Regions from separate parts of the Danio rerio genome. Here region 2 is linked to region 1. A link is a contact called in public Hi-C data. All regions are on one chromosome and are shown on one strand. The core of a region is the stretch at or near the end of the contact, and the rest is flanking DNA. Distances in the headings are between cores, read along the strand shown.

Evidence for each region. A called contact is a pair of places that touch in the nucleus more often than the background predicts.
Region 2: a contact with region 1 is called in a Hi-C map of an unstated tissue, with 5 times the contacts expected there. The contact joins the promoter of cenpa here to the enhancer-like site in region 1. A contact is called at or near these places in 1 of 18 Hi-C or Micro-C datasets (an unstated tissue) and 1 of 4 datasets of contacts at active chromatin or transcription factors (embryo).

Annotation. Positions count from the first base shown.
Region 1 is chr8:8,759,863-8,765,910 of GRCz12tu, forward strand. grip2a (glutamate receptor interacting protein 2a) reads right to left here. Exons shown (of 24, transcript NM_001430888.1): 11 at 5,906-6,048; 12 at 3,952-4,138; 13 at 1,674-1,819; 14 at 1,500-1,580; 15 at 303-366; 16 at 41-186. Among named protein-coding and RNA genes, the nearest start is that of grip2a, 79 kb to the right of the region's middle. Within about 2 kb of position 1,734, at least 23 of the 62 cell types and tissues checked have an H3K27ac peak or open chromatin away from gene starts, as enhancers often do.
Region 2 is chr8:8,848,308-8,855,145 of GRCz12tu, forward strand. It overlaps cenpa (histone H3-like centromeric protein A), which reads left to right and starts at 1,322. Exons shown (of 1, transcript NM_001164240.2): 1 at 1,322-3,085. The coding sequence starts at 1,420. The coding sequence ends at 1,857. It overlaps selenoh (selenoprotein H), which reads left to right and starts at 2,273. Exons shown (of 1, transcript NM_178133.3): 1 at 2,273-3,085. The coding sequence starts at 2,430. The coding sequence ends at 2,813. ssuh2rs1 (ssu-2 homolog, related sequence 1) reads left to right here and starts at 5,972. Exons shown (of 12, transcript NM_001076658.1): 1 at 5,972-6,065.

The sequences.
Region 1 (6,048 bases), core at 484-2,983:
ATGCCAACGACTGGACATGCACACACGCACACACTCTGACCCAGGTTGTCTTCATCTTTCTGGATCCGCAGTTTGACCATCCCCTCGGCCTGCTGGAGGACCATCATGGCCTCCTCCATCCCACAGTTATCCAGTCGGACGTTATCAATGGCCAGCAGCCGATCTCCAGGCTCCAGGGTTCCTATTCTATTAGAAAGGGTCATTTCACATCAAACAGCCAATCAGAGCCCTCATATCAATCCACTTTCACTTCAAAAGCAGCAGGTCTAATAAAGGTGTATTGTGCTGTTTTGCAGGTGTACCTGTGAGCAATGCTGCCTTTCTGTATCTCAGAGATGATCAGAGGCTTTCCAGCCTTCTTGCTGGCTGCACATCAGAATTCAGACATCATATGGTTGGATATTTTGTTTTACTGCAATGCAATTACCACTTCAAAAAGTGTATTATATAGACAGCATGGCAGGCTGCATGGCTAAATTATTATAACAAACCAATATTCAGCAGACAAATCACTAAATCGCATCAGTTTATATCCACCTTTTTATTGTGTTTCAAATCAAAGGTTGCATTTTTGATTTGGGGTATTTCTATTTAAAAGAAATGAAACATTATTTTAAACAATAAGGTTGCATTATTAAAAAAAATCTACTGTATATCCATAATGAAAAATGAATGAGAGATATGTTTGGCTTTGTGCTTTTTGCGGTTATGATAATAAATTCACACTTTTCACAGTTTATTATTATTGTATTGCATTGTATTTTATGTATTATTATTAAAAATATCATTGATATATCATTGACAGTGGAGTGTACAGTTTCCCAAAAACTATGAATTCTTGAGCACTGCCAGAAAATATGCGCATGATGTGCCTCTTCCACCCCAAAGTTCCTCCAAAAAGAAGTCTAAAATGAGTTCATTCTTGGTGTTATAAAAAAATCTCATTCAATTTCTCCAACAAAACTCACGCCACTTTCTTGAATTTGTTGAGGTATGTGGGAAAGCACATATTTGAACCCATAGGACTTGATTCAAAATAATGTCCACTTCCTTTTCCCATTTTAATCTTATATAGTAGATTGTCCTCTAGAATTACTTATTGCTTTATATAATTTAGAAATTGTTTTAGTCATACTTGTCTTGTATATCTGAATAAAAATCTTGCAACTGTAAATCTATATCTAAATAGGTCTTGGTTTATAAGACCAAACTCATCTTTCAAAGTTTGAAAGCATTCTATTCTGCCATCTTTTATAATTGTAAAAGATGAAGAGATTCCTAAATATATCCATTGTTTAGACCTATTATCCATTTCCCTGTTCTTGTATATGTTTTGTCAACAAACAAATACTGTTTACAGAGCTGGATTGATTTGGTTAAATGGAAGTTCCTCCCATAATTCATGCAAACAAAGCATCATGGAACACAGGAAAAGGGTGTATAGTGATACGGTACAATATTATATAGGAGAACAGCGCCCTCAGCTGGCCATCACTCACCACTGATAGTGATGCCCAGCTCCACTCCACGTCTCTTGGGCAACTTCACCTGAAATGTGCCGCTGCTTGGAATGACTGATTCTGTTAGAGATGCACAAAAATCACACAAATCTGTGTTCAGATCACATTTAAACTCTTTTAAACTATTTGAATCACTGATGTGTCCTTCTTTACCTGCGACATCAAACTCCACCTCCAGTGCGATCTTATTGGCCAGCGCCGCATCTCGCAGCAGCTGATTGGCCTCTTCCAGCGTCCCGTCCTCAGTGGGAATCCCATTAATGGAGAGAATTCTGTCGCCAACTTGTAACACTCCACACCTGGAACACAAATACACATTAAATAATAATAATAATAATAATAATAATAATAATAATAATAATAATAATAAAAACACATTTAGTAACAAAAAAAAGAACACAGATCACTGGTAATAAAAAAGGTACAAGAAAGCATACTTCCAGCACATGTTTTTTAATTTAGGTAAATTGGAATATCTTTGACATGACATAAATGATGGAGTTAGAGATTATCAAGCAATAGATGAAACAATATTAGATAAATTTTGAACTGATAATGACAGAAGAGTAGAATGATAGAAAAATAGAACTATTTAATGATCAGCAGAATGATAGAATGATCAATAGAACTAGATAGAACCATAGATAGCTTTAATGAATGAGCAAAACGGATTAAATGAAATGATACATAAGATAAACAGACAATGACAGAACAGTAGAATAACATACTGAACAGTAGAATGATGGAATGAATGACAGACAGACAGATACAGTTGAAACCAAAAGTTAGCATACACTCTGAAAAAACGAACATAACCATTTTTTTTTATGTCTGATGGTAAATCATACTAAACATTTACTATTTTAGGTCTGTTAGGATTACTTAAACGATTTACAATTGCTAAATAGCAGAATAATAAGAGATTTTTTTTTTTTTTTAATTAATTTCTAGACAGTCAAAGGATTACATACATTTCCTTGGTATTTTTTAGCTTTGCTTTTAAACTTTATAAATTTGGTCAAATATTTTGGGTGTCCTTCCACAAGCTTCTCAAAACAGTTTGCAGGAATTTTGGCCCATTCCTCCTAACAGAATTGGTGTAACTGAGTCAGATTTGTAGGCTTGTCTTGCTCGCACAAAATTTTTCAACTCTGCCCACAAATTTTCTATAGGATTGAGAGCAGGGCTTTGTGATGGCCACTCCAAAACATTCACTCTGTTGCCCTTAAAGCACATTTTACCTAATTTGGAAGTATGTTTAGGGTCATGGTCTGTTTGGAAAACCCATTAGTGGCCAAGTTTAATTTCCTGGCTGATGTCTTGAGATGTTGCTTCAGTATTTCCACATGTTCTTTCTTCATGATGCCATCTATGCTGTGAAGTGGACCAGTCCCTCCTGCAGCAAAACAGCCCCACAACATGATGCTGCCACCCCCAATACTTCACAGTTGGGATGGTGTTCCTAGGCTTGTAAGCTTTCCCTTTGTCCTCCAAATGTAACACTGGTCATTACGGCCAAACAGTTCTATCTTAGTTCCATCAGACCACAGGACATGTCTCCAAAATTATTCTGTTTCCCAGTGTAATTTAGCAAATTGTAATCTGGCTTTAATTGTTGATTCTGGCTTGTTGATTTTTCCATGCTGTCACACAAGGAAGAAGCGCGTTTGAGGTTTTCCTTAAATACTATTCTACAGATGTGCCTCCATTTAACTCAAATGTTGTCAATTAGCCAATCAGAAACTTCCAAAACCCTGACACCATCATCATCTGAGCTTGTTCAGAGGCATAATAATCATATTGTATGTAAACTTGACTTTCAAGAAAAGCTATAACAATTTTTTAAAACATCTGTCTCTCATTATTCTGCTATTAAGCATAACAGAAACTAATTTGATAATCTTAACTTACCTAAAAGGGAAAAAGTTAAGTCACATTAACATCTGACTTATTTTAAATGGTTATGTGCCTTTTTGTTCAGTGTATGTTAACTTCTGCTTTCAACGATAGATAGATAGATAGATAGATAGATAGATAGATAGATAGATAGATAGATAGATAGATAGATAGATAGATAGATAGATAGATAAACAATACACATAACGATAAGATTGATGGATGGATGGATGGATGGATGGATGGATGGATGGATGGATGGATGGATGGATGGATGGATGGATGGATGGATGGAAGAACAGTATCACATAATAGTAGAACAACAGAACAGAATGACAGAAAGAGAGAGATAGAACTGGTCAAAACAAATGAAAACTTGAGATGGATGGACAGAATATATCAAACACCAGAATGATGGATTTAACCATAGGATTGTAGAGCAACAGAACCATAAAACAGACCGAATGATAGAACTAATCTGGGACATCAAATTGCACAGTGTGTTGAGCACACATGAGGTGCGCTCTGCTCTCACCGTTCAGCAGGTGTGTCAGGCTCTATAAAGCGGATGGCAGCCGGCGCTGACAGCGGCTCTGTGGCAAACACTCCTCCCTGCAACTGCAGCCCGAATCCAGTCAGAGGATCTCCTCTCAGCAGCACTTCCGCGCTTTCTAGATGCACTACCTGACCTCCAGCGCCCACCGTACTCGATGCCAGAGACACTGACACACAAGAATACACAACATTGTCAAATACACTACAACTAATGCACAACCTTCAGATTTTATTTGTTCAAAAACATTATGACAAAAGACACTCTTTAAAAAAAAAAAACTACATATCCGATGATGATAATACAATGAATATAAAATAACATGAATAGTGAAAATATAACTCCAAAAACACTTTCCTTGCACTGTAATCATGTCCATTGAATTTCTTCATCATTTTAATCATGTTAATTTTGCTTAAATGTCATTATTAACAGCATGATTGGTTTATCCTAGAATACATTTATGCAACATGGATAATTTTTTAATTATAAGTAGAATCATGCTTTCATTCAGTAAAGTTGCTTTGATATAAAATAAATAAGTAAACATTTATAATAATGATAATAATAATAATACAAAATAAAGCCAAATGAAACAATGTAAAATTAAAATAATAATAATAATAAATATATAAAACTAAAGCAAAGTAAAAAAAATGTAAAATTAAAAAATAAATTAATAATAATAATAATAATAAAAATAATAATAATAGTAATAATAATTAAAAAAAAATATATATATAAATATATATATATATATATATATATATATATATATAAAATTAAAGCAATGTAAAATAATGTAGAATAAAAATAAATTATTATAATAAAATAATGATAATAATAATACATATATAAAATTAAATAATAATCAAATAATAATAACAACAATAATAAAATAATAATAGGAGATTAAAGCAAGTAAAATAATGTAAAATAAATAAAATAAATAATAATAATAATAAAAACATAAAATTCAAGCTAATTAAAATTAAGTATCATTAAAATAATAATAATAATAAATAAATATATAAATTTGACGCAATGTAAATAATGTTACATTTAAAAATAATAATAAAGTAATAATAATAAATATAAAAAATTCAAGCAATGTAAAATAATGTAAAATAATAATAACAATAATAAAATAATATTAATATAAAATTAAAGCAAAGTAAAAATCATGAAAAATAAAAAATAAATAATATTAATTATATTAAAAACATATATTATATATTATAAAACATTATAATGTAAAATAAAATTAATAATAAAAATAAAAATAAGGATAATATAAAATTAAAGCGAAGTAAAACAATGTAAAATTAAATAATAATAATAATACTAACAATATTAAAGCAAAGTAAAAAATTTATTAAATAAATAAAATAATGTCATATTAAATAAAAATATAAAATAAAAATGTAAAGCAATGTAAATAAAAACATTATACAATTAAATAAAAAAACAAAATACAAAGTAAACCAATGTTAAATAAAACAAGTCACAATTAAATAATTTCAGTAAAGTAAAAAGTAAAATAAAACTATATACAATTAAACAAAAAACATTTTAATAAAAACTAATAAAAAATAAAATAAAACTAATTTAAAAGCTAATTTCAACTAAGCAAATGTTCCTCCAGAGTATATACTAATACTAGTACATTTTCAAAATAACAGAAACACAGTTGAATCAGTGTGATTATGTACTTTTCAATTATATATAAAATTATAAATGAAATATACAGTAGTCGACATTTGAAGTTGATCATCACCTTTTATCAAACTGTCTTAAAACTTTTGAACATCACCCATTGTAGTGCTAGGACAAATTTTATTCACTTTGAATGTGGACTACAGTATAATAAATTATTCTTCCTTTCAGGGATACTAAAGATGAAGTAAAAGAACTCTTTAATAGAGAGAATGCTCACAGGAGCTCTTGTGCTCTTTCCTGCGGTGTCTTCTCTTGGTGGCGCTGCAGCGAGGGCTGGACGGGTACGAGGGCAGGGTGCTGCTGGGATACGTGTTGGGATAGGCAGACTGACTGCCGCAGTTATAACTGTGAAAGCCTGAG
Region 2 (6,838 bases), core at 72-2,571, 88 kb after region 1:
TGGCCATAATGTGTGTGTGTATGGACTGGCATCCACTGTGTAAAACATGTGCCAGGGCTCAACAATAGGGTATATGCCGAGCTAGTGCTGTTCCCATGCTGATACATGTCCGGTGACCAGTTATTGTGAATTTTTTCTCATATTATACGGTTCCTTATACAGCATCGATGTTATAATGTCATTAAAATACATTCATTTAAATAAACTTTAGCATTATTTACTTGCTCAAGCGTAAAACGAGACAAAAAGACATTTACTCGCACGCGCCCGTCAGAATCGGCAGGCTAACGCAGAAGCTCCATTGAATATACTGGGGTAAAATAAATGCTCATATTATAAAGATATGGCAGGGGAAATGTAATTTAATGCAGTGCTTCTTGTACAATCTGAGACCCACTTTAAATCGGATATCACTCAGCTAGTGGAGATCGCTGATTTTTAAAGAAAACAGACCTTAAACGCACCGGATTTTGCATTGGCATTCAATTTGCCAGGAGCGCTTAACCCAGGTTAATGGCAAATTAAAAGTCCTATTAGCATGCTTCGGCATATACCCCATAAGGACTGCCCGGTGGCCTGGGGCCAGTGTAAAAGACACTTGGGACAGTACGTTGAGCACGTTTTTTTTTTTTTTTGTAACGTGGTAACAACCAGTACAGCGAAAAGATGGCAACATGTTGGCAAAATTAAACAATAAGGCTAAAAGAAAACGTCTGTTTCTAAAGTCTTAGAGGCAGACAATTACATGGGAACAAAATTAAGAAACTGAAAAAAAAAAAAAAAAAATAACAGTGTTCAGTTTGGCAAGCCATTTTTATAAAAAATTATTTAGAATTGCATTAAAACACCAGCACATTTTTCATACTGCTCTTTCATTTGCATAAAATCTTGAATTTTGCTCATTATACATTTATTAACATATTTAAAATGTTTAAATTCTAGATTCACAGGCCTTATGTTGCCATTACTTAAAATATGTGGCTAGGAAGTAGCTATTAATTTTTTTTGTTTGTTTTTTTTGGTGGGGCCAGTGAAAATTTTGGCAGGGCAAGTAAAAATCTCAACCAATGGCCCGATCGGACCCGTATAAAAAATCCTTAGAGTTGAACCCTGTATGCTGTATAGGTTGGCGGTTCCTTCCGCTGTGGCGACCCCTGATGAATAAAGGGACTAAGCTGAAGTAAAATTAATGAATAAATTCATTTAATTAGAAGTTGTATAGAAAGGTTTTTAGGTAGGTGCAATCATGGCACACACTCCTAACCAGCAGGTGGCGGCAATGCACCTAAAAGTTGTATACAAACCACCAATAAAACTCATGGGGAAAAAGAAGAAGAAGAGAGCGCAGTTTGAAATTTTGCACGGCGGGGTACTCAAAAACGACAACATCTTGTACATCTGATCTGACATTCCGTGGACATGCCTCGCCATACATCGGCACACAAGCGAAAGCCATCGACGCCCAGACGCAGATCTCCCCCTGCATCACTACCACCGCCGGCAGGGTCAAGAACCCGCCGCCACAGCGGACCATCCGGATCATCGCCGCGCAAGAAACACAAATTTCGCCCTGGCACCCGAGCACTCATGGAGATACGCAAGTATCAGAAGTCGACCGGTCTTCTGCTGCGCAAGGCTCCGTTTTCACGACTGGTGCGGGAGGTGTGTCAGATGTTCAGCCGAGAGCACATGATGTGGCAAGGATATGCTTTAATGGCTCTACAGGAGGCTGCAGAGGCGTTCATGGTTCGTCTGTTTTCTGATGCCAACCTCTGTGCCATTCACGCCAAGAGAGTGACGTTGTTCCCACGTGACATACAACTCGCCCGGAGGATCAGAGGCGTTGAACACATGTAAAACTGCATGTCAGGATTCAATCAATTCCTTTCAGTCTTGCTGATGTAAGGACGCATTATATACTATAATTTTTTTATTATTACAGGCCTCAAATCAAAATGTTAAGATAGTTGCATATGTTCAGTCTAATAAACCAGATGTTTGTATGAAATTAAAGTGTGCTGGGACACTTTTAAAAAAATTCTAGTATTGTAATATAAAACATTTTATTCTGTGAGGTAAAACTGCAAACATTGTGTTCCTTTTCAGTTTTTTTAATAATATACCGATATGTTGTAAATAATCTAGATGGGATACAGCTGCGGATACTCGCGTCATTACTGTGACGCTACAATAATAAATTACGTCACTGTTAGGGTTATGCTTTAAAAAAATACAATTTGATGGCTAATTTAATAAAACCAGGTGTAATTACTGTTTTACATTAATGTGAGTGTTGGGGGGTAAACGTTAATAAGGTACAATCGATGTGTGATTTAATAATTCAATAATTCTCGTTAACTTCCGACTGCAACTGTATCCCTTCCAGCAATCCCCGCGAAAAACTTCTCACGTGTGTTGTTGCTGCTGCAATGGCGACTCGAGGCAAGTCAGCTCGCAAGCGAAAGGCGGATTCAGACGAAAAAGAAAAGCTTGACGATGCCAAGAAAGAAAAGCTTGAGGATAAGGATGAAGAAACAGGACTGAGGGTGGTCATCGAGCATTGTAAGAGCTGACGGGTTTACGGGCGCAACGCGGTCGTCGTGCGGGAAGCTCTTGCAGATTCGCACCCTGAACTCAAAGTGATGATAAACCCGCACAATCCCCGGAGAAACAGCTTTGAAATCACGCTGATGGACGGAGAAAGAGCGGATGTTTTGTGGTCCGGCATTAAAAAGGGTCCTCCACGCAAACTCAAGTTCCCTGAGCCTGCTGAAGTGGTGACCGCCCTGAAACAAGCGCTGGAGAAAGAGTAAATACTGTCTGCTTTCTGTGCTCCTGGACACTGGATGCATTTATGATGTGAATGGACTAATGGGAAAATCTCCCCGTCTGTTTACTGATGACCGACTCTGCTGTTCTGGACTGGAATGCTGACTTTGCCTCGTTTCCTCTGTTAACCATTGTTCAGTTCTGCTGTCACATGATTAGTGTTAATTTGCCTTTATATGTCTTGTGTCTAGTGTTTGTGTCATTCACCTTTTAACTGTTTGAATGGCACAAATAAAGCAACTATTTCTTGACAAAAGGCTGACTTTGACTTCTGTTAAGCTGCTCATTTCTGATTTCACATGACTAGTGTTACATTGCATTTATACATGTTTGTCATTCAGTTTTAGCTGTTTGCATGGCCCCAAACAAGCAAATACTTCTGGGGTGAAAAATAAAATCAGTGCATGCATTAATTACAGAGAACAGGGTAGCGATAGTGAAATGATGTAGTCACAGTGAAATCATGCATATTTTGAGTTGGTTTTGAGGATATTTAACTCTCTGGTCACATGCTTTAGAGTAGATTGATAGGCAACATAATGGTCTTTAAAGGGAAAACCCTCTTAATTTTAAGATGCATGCAAATTATTTAATTTATTTAATGTATTTTTTCATACTTAGAAGATTAAACCATAAGTCATTGTTAAGTTTTTATTTTCAGAATATATAATTTCTCATGTTATTTTTTTCTATCTCCTTTTTTGGTTTTTATTTTATTCCACCAGGTGGCGGTAAAACTATGGAATCCAAATTTGAAAGCCACATTTTGAAGTCAGAATTATTAGCTCTGTTTATTTTTTCTTCCAATTTCTGTTTAATGGAGAGCAGATTTATTTAACACATTTCTGAACATAATAGTTTAGTAACTAATTTCTAATATCTGATTTATTTTCTCTTTGTCATGATGACAGTAAATAATATTTGACTAGATAATTTTTCAAGACACTTCTATACAGCTTAAAGTGACATTTAAAGGCTTAACTAGGTTAATTAGGTTAACTAGGCAGGTTAGGGTAATTAGGCACGTTACTTTATAACAATGGTTTGTTCTGTAGACTATCAAAAATAGCTTAAAGGGGCTAATATTGAACTTAATAAGGTTTTTAAAAACTGCTTTTATTCTAGCCGAAATAAAACAAATAGGACTTTCTCTAGAAGAAAAATATTATCAGACATACTATGGAAATTGCTCTGTTAAACATCATTTAGGAAATATTTAAAGGAGGTTTAATAATTCTGATTTCAATATATATAATGCAAGAGAGAATCTGATAATGACAAATGTCTCATTTTACCAGTAGAATAAAAATGGTCTAATGTTGTCAATGACAGATTACAAACATATATCTTAAACATAATATAAACATAGAGCTACGCATCGATGAATTTGCTCTTCAGTGTTTGAACTCTCAGTAATGATTAAATCACACTGAACTGAGCTAAACTGAACTGAACTGAACTTAAACACTAAAAACTGAACTACACTGTTCCAGTTACTATGACCATTTATGTGAAGCTGCTTTGACACAATCTACATTGTAAAAGCGCTATACAAATAAAGCTGAATTGAATAATAATTCAATATCAAAATAATGAATAATTGTATGATGTCGTCACTTTACTGTGCAATTAGGACCAGGACAAATTTAAAGTCTGTTCAAGTCCACCATTCCAAGTCATACAAGCTACATACAAAATGTAGCGTTTAAACCAACAGTAGAGCTACACATAATATTACTACTGCTTTACCATATGTTTGAGAAATAACAATAATAATAGCCCACTCATATTAACCTTTATTTTACATCAATAGAGTCGTGAGGAAACCGTGATCTTGATTTTAAACAAAAAAATTGCGATTCTCATTTTAGCCAGAATCGTGCAATAATTGATTCTCAACTTTGAATGTCTGTCATAATATTTTATGACACCATTACCCTAAAAATATGTTCTTTTTTGGTATTAGCCTATAAATATGTTGTTAAGATACTAAAACATGCAAAGATCTGGGCCCCGCTTTCATTTGAGCTATTTCACGGCACAGATGAACACAGTATGCTGTTTTGAAAGGTATATAAGTAAAAGTAGAAGTAAATATGAAAATCATATTTATAAGTAAATATGAAGTAAATTTATGTTATCGCTACCAGAAAGTTCTGTTTATTTTAGCAGGAAGTGGCTAGGCAAAAGATGCATGCATATTTAAAATCACAGCGAAAAGTAACAGTCATTTTGAGCAATATTAAAGGTAGAAATCCTCAGTTCTTTACTGTTTTGTAATAAAAAAAACAATGTTACATAGAAATACAAAGATATTTAGAAAATGTCAGGGTGTTATAGATATGTCAGTTTTATTTTAAAGTTATTAAATTACAAAAATGAAAAACTCTCTGACTGCCTCTGTGGTTCTAGTGTTATAGCCACATCCCTCCACTTGGACCTTGCAGATGAGCGATTGATCCGCTGATGCATCAGCTGACCATGTTTCTAAATGCTCCTTTAAAAAGCTTGAAACTGTGTCAGTGATGTCATCAGCACACAAGCAGCCAATAGTGTTCAGCTATTTCAGACGACCCCTGCCTCAGAGTTTCATGGGCTGTGGTTTGGTAGCTTGACTGAGCTGTTAGGAAATGAGATGTTGTCAGATCATGTGGTGTGTGACCCCCCTCCTATAGATCATATACGTTGTGTCACGTATTGTGAACACCACAGTGATTAAAAAACTAAATCAAGTCATGTAGAGTAAACAGCACAGCCATCTGCTGATGTTTAAAGTGATGTAGTGTGCACTAGGCTTAAGTAAATATAGCAAACAAAAGACAAATATAAGCAGTTAAAAAGACAACAACTAATTATATATCATCAAATAAGCACATTAAAATAAAACACACACTCTTCACACACTAATATCCTCATGTGTAGCAATAAAAAGCAAAGGAAATGACTATCATCCTGTTCTCCTGTTCGATCGGTTTTTCCTGTTGCAGATCCAGCCCAGCCCCCTACTCTTCTCACAGAATTAATGGCGTTACTCAGTTTACATCTGCACACAATACAGAGTAACCCGTCCCCTCCTCCATTCAGCTCCAACCAATAGCTGCAGTGCTTAGATGTAAGCTACACATTCCTAGCAGACTCCCTCATTCCGGATACATTAAAGGCACGCAATCTTTAGCAAGAGGAAAGCACTGAATTCAGGAGTCTGCACACTATAATCACTTCTTCACAAGCTAAAAGTAAGTCTGTATATATTGCTATCATAACAACATCCAGCCGAAGTCAAAATGATTTGAAAATGTAATAGTATTTGCAGGTGCTGAGATTTTTCAACATAATTTTTAATAAATTATTTATTTTGCCATGAAGAAAGCACATATTTGTCAACTCATTTTGCAAGATAATGCACTGTAAAACCCAACAGTCAGCTTTATCAAATGAAGTGAGTGTAGATAACTCAAAATATACTGAAAGATGATTCTACTCATTTGAAAAGAGTTTTGAACTCAGTGTTGAAGGTAATGAGTACCTCATTACTTCAACTCAAATGGAGTAAGTTCACAGTACTCGTATAGACTAGTTTTTAACTCAAATGGTTTGTAGCAATCAGTTTCCTCAAACGGTTTGAGTTACCTTAACATAGTGGGTCTTACAGTAGTCAGTTGGTTTCAGTTCTTTTCATTTATTGGGTTTTACGCCCCATTCACACGGGGCTTCAGCGTCAACGCTTGACAGAGGGCGTGTCTGAAGTTGGGGCTGACGCGTTCGTCATAGCAGCGTCAGCCAATGAAATTAGTCCGCAATCGGCTACTGTCTGAGCTGGTGTATTTGCATACAGCAATCTGATTGGCTGACGCTTTCTGCGGCGCTTGAAAAGTTGAGAAAGTCCCAACTTCTGCAGCGAGCAATGCCTCTGAAGTGGCGCCAACGGATCCACAATGCAGTTCAGCAACGCCTGACGGCACCCATTCAAAGTGAATGGGAAGCATTAAAGCTGATGCCCCATGTGAAT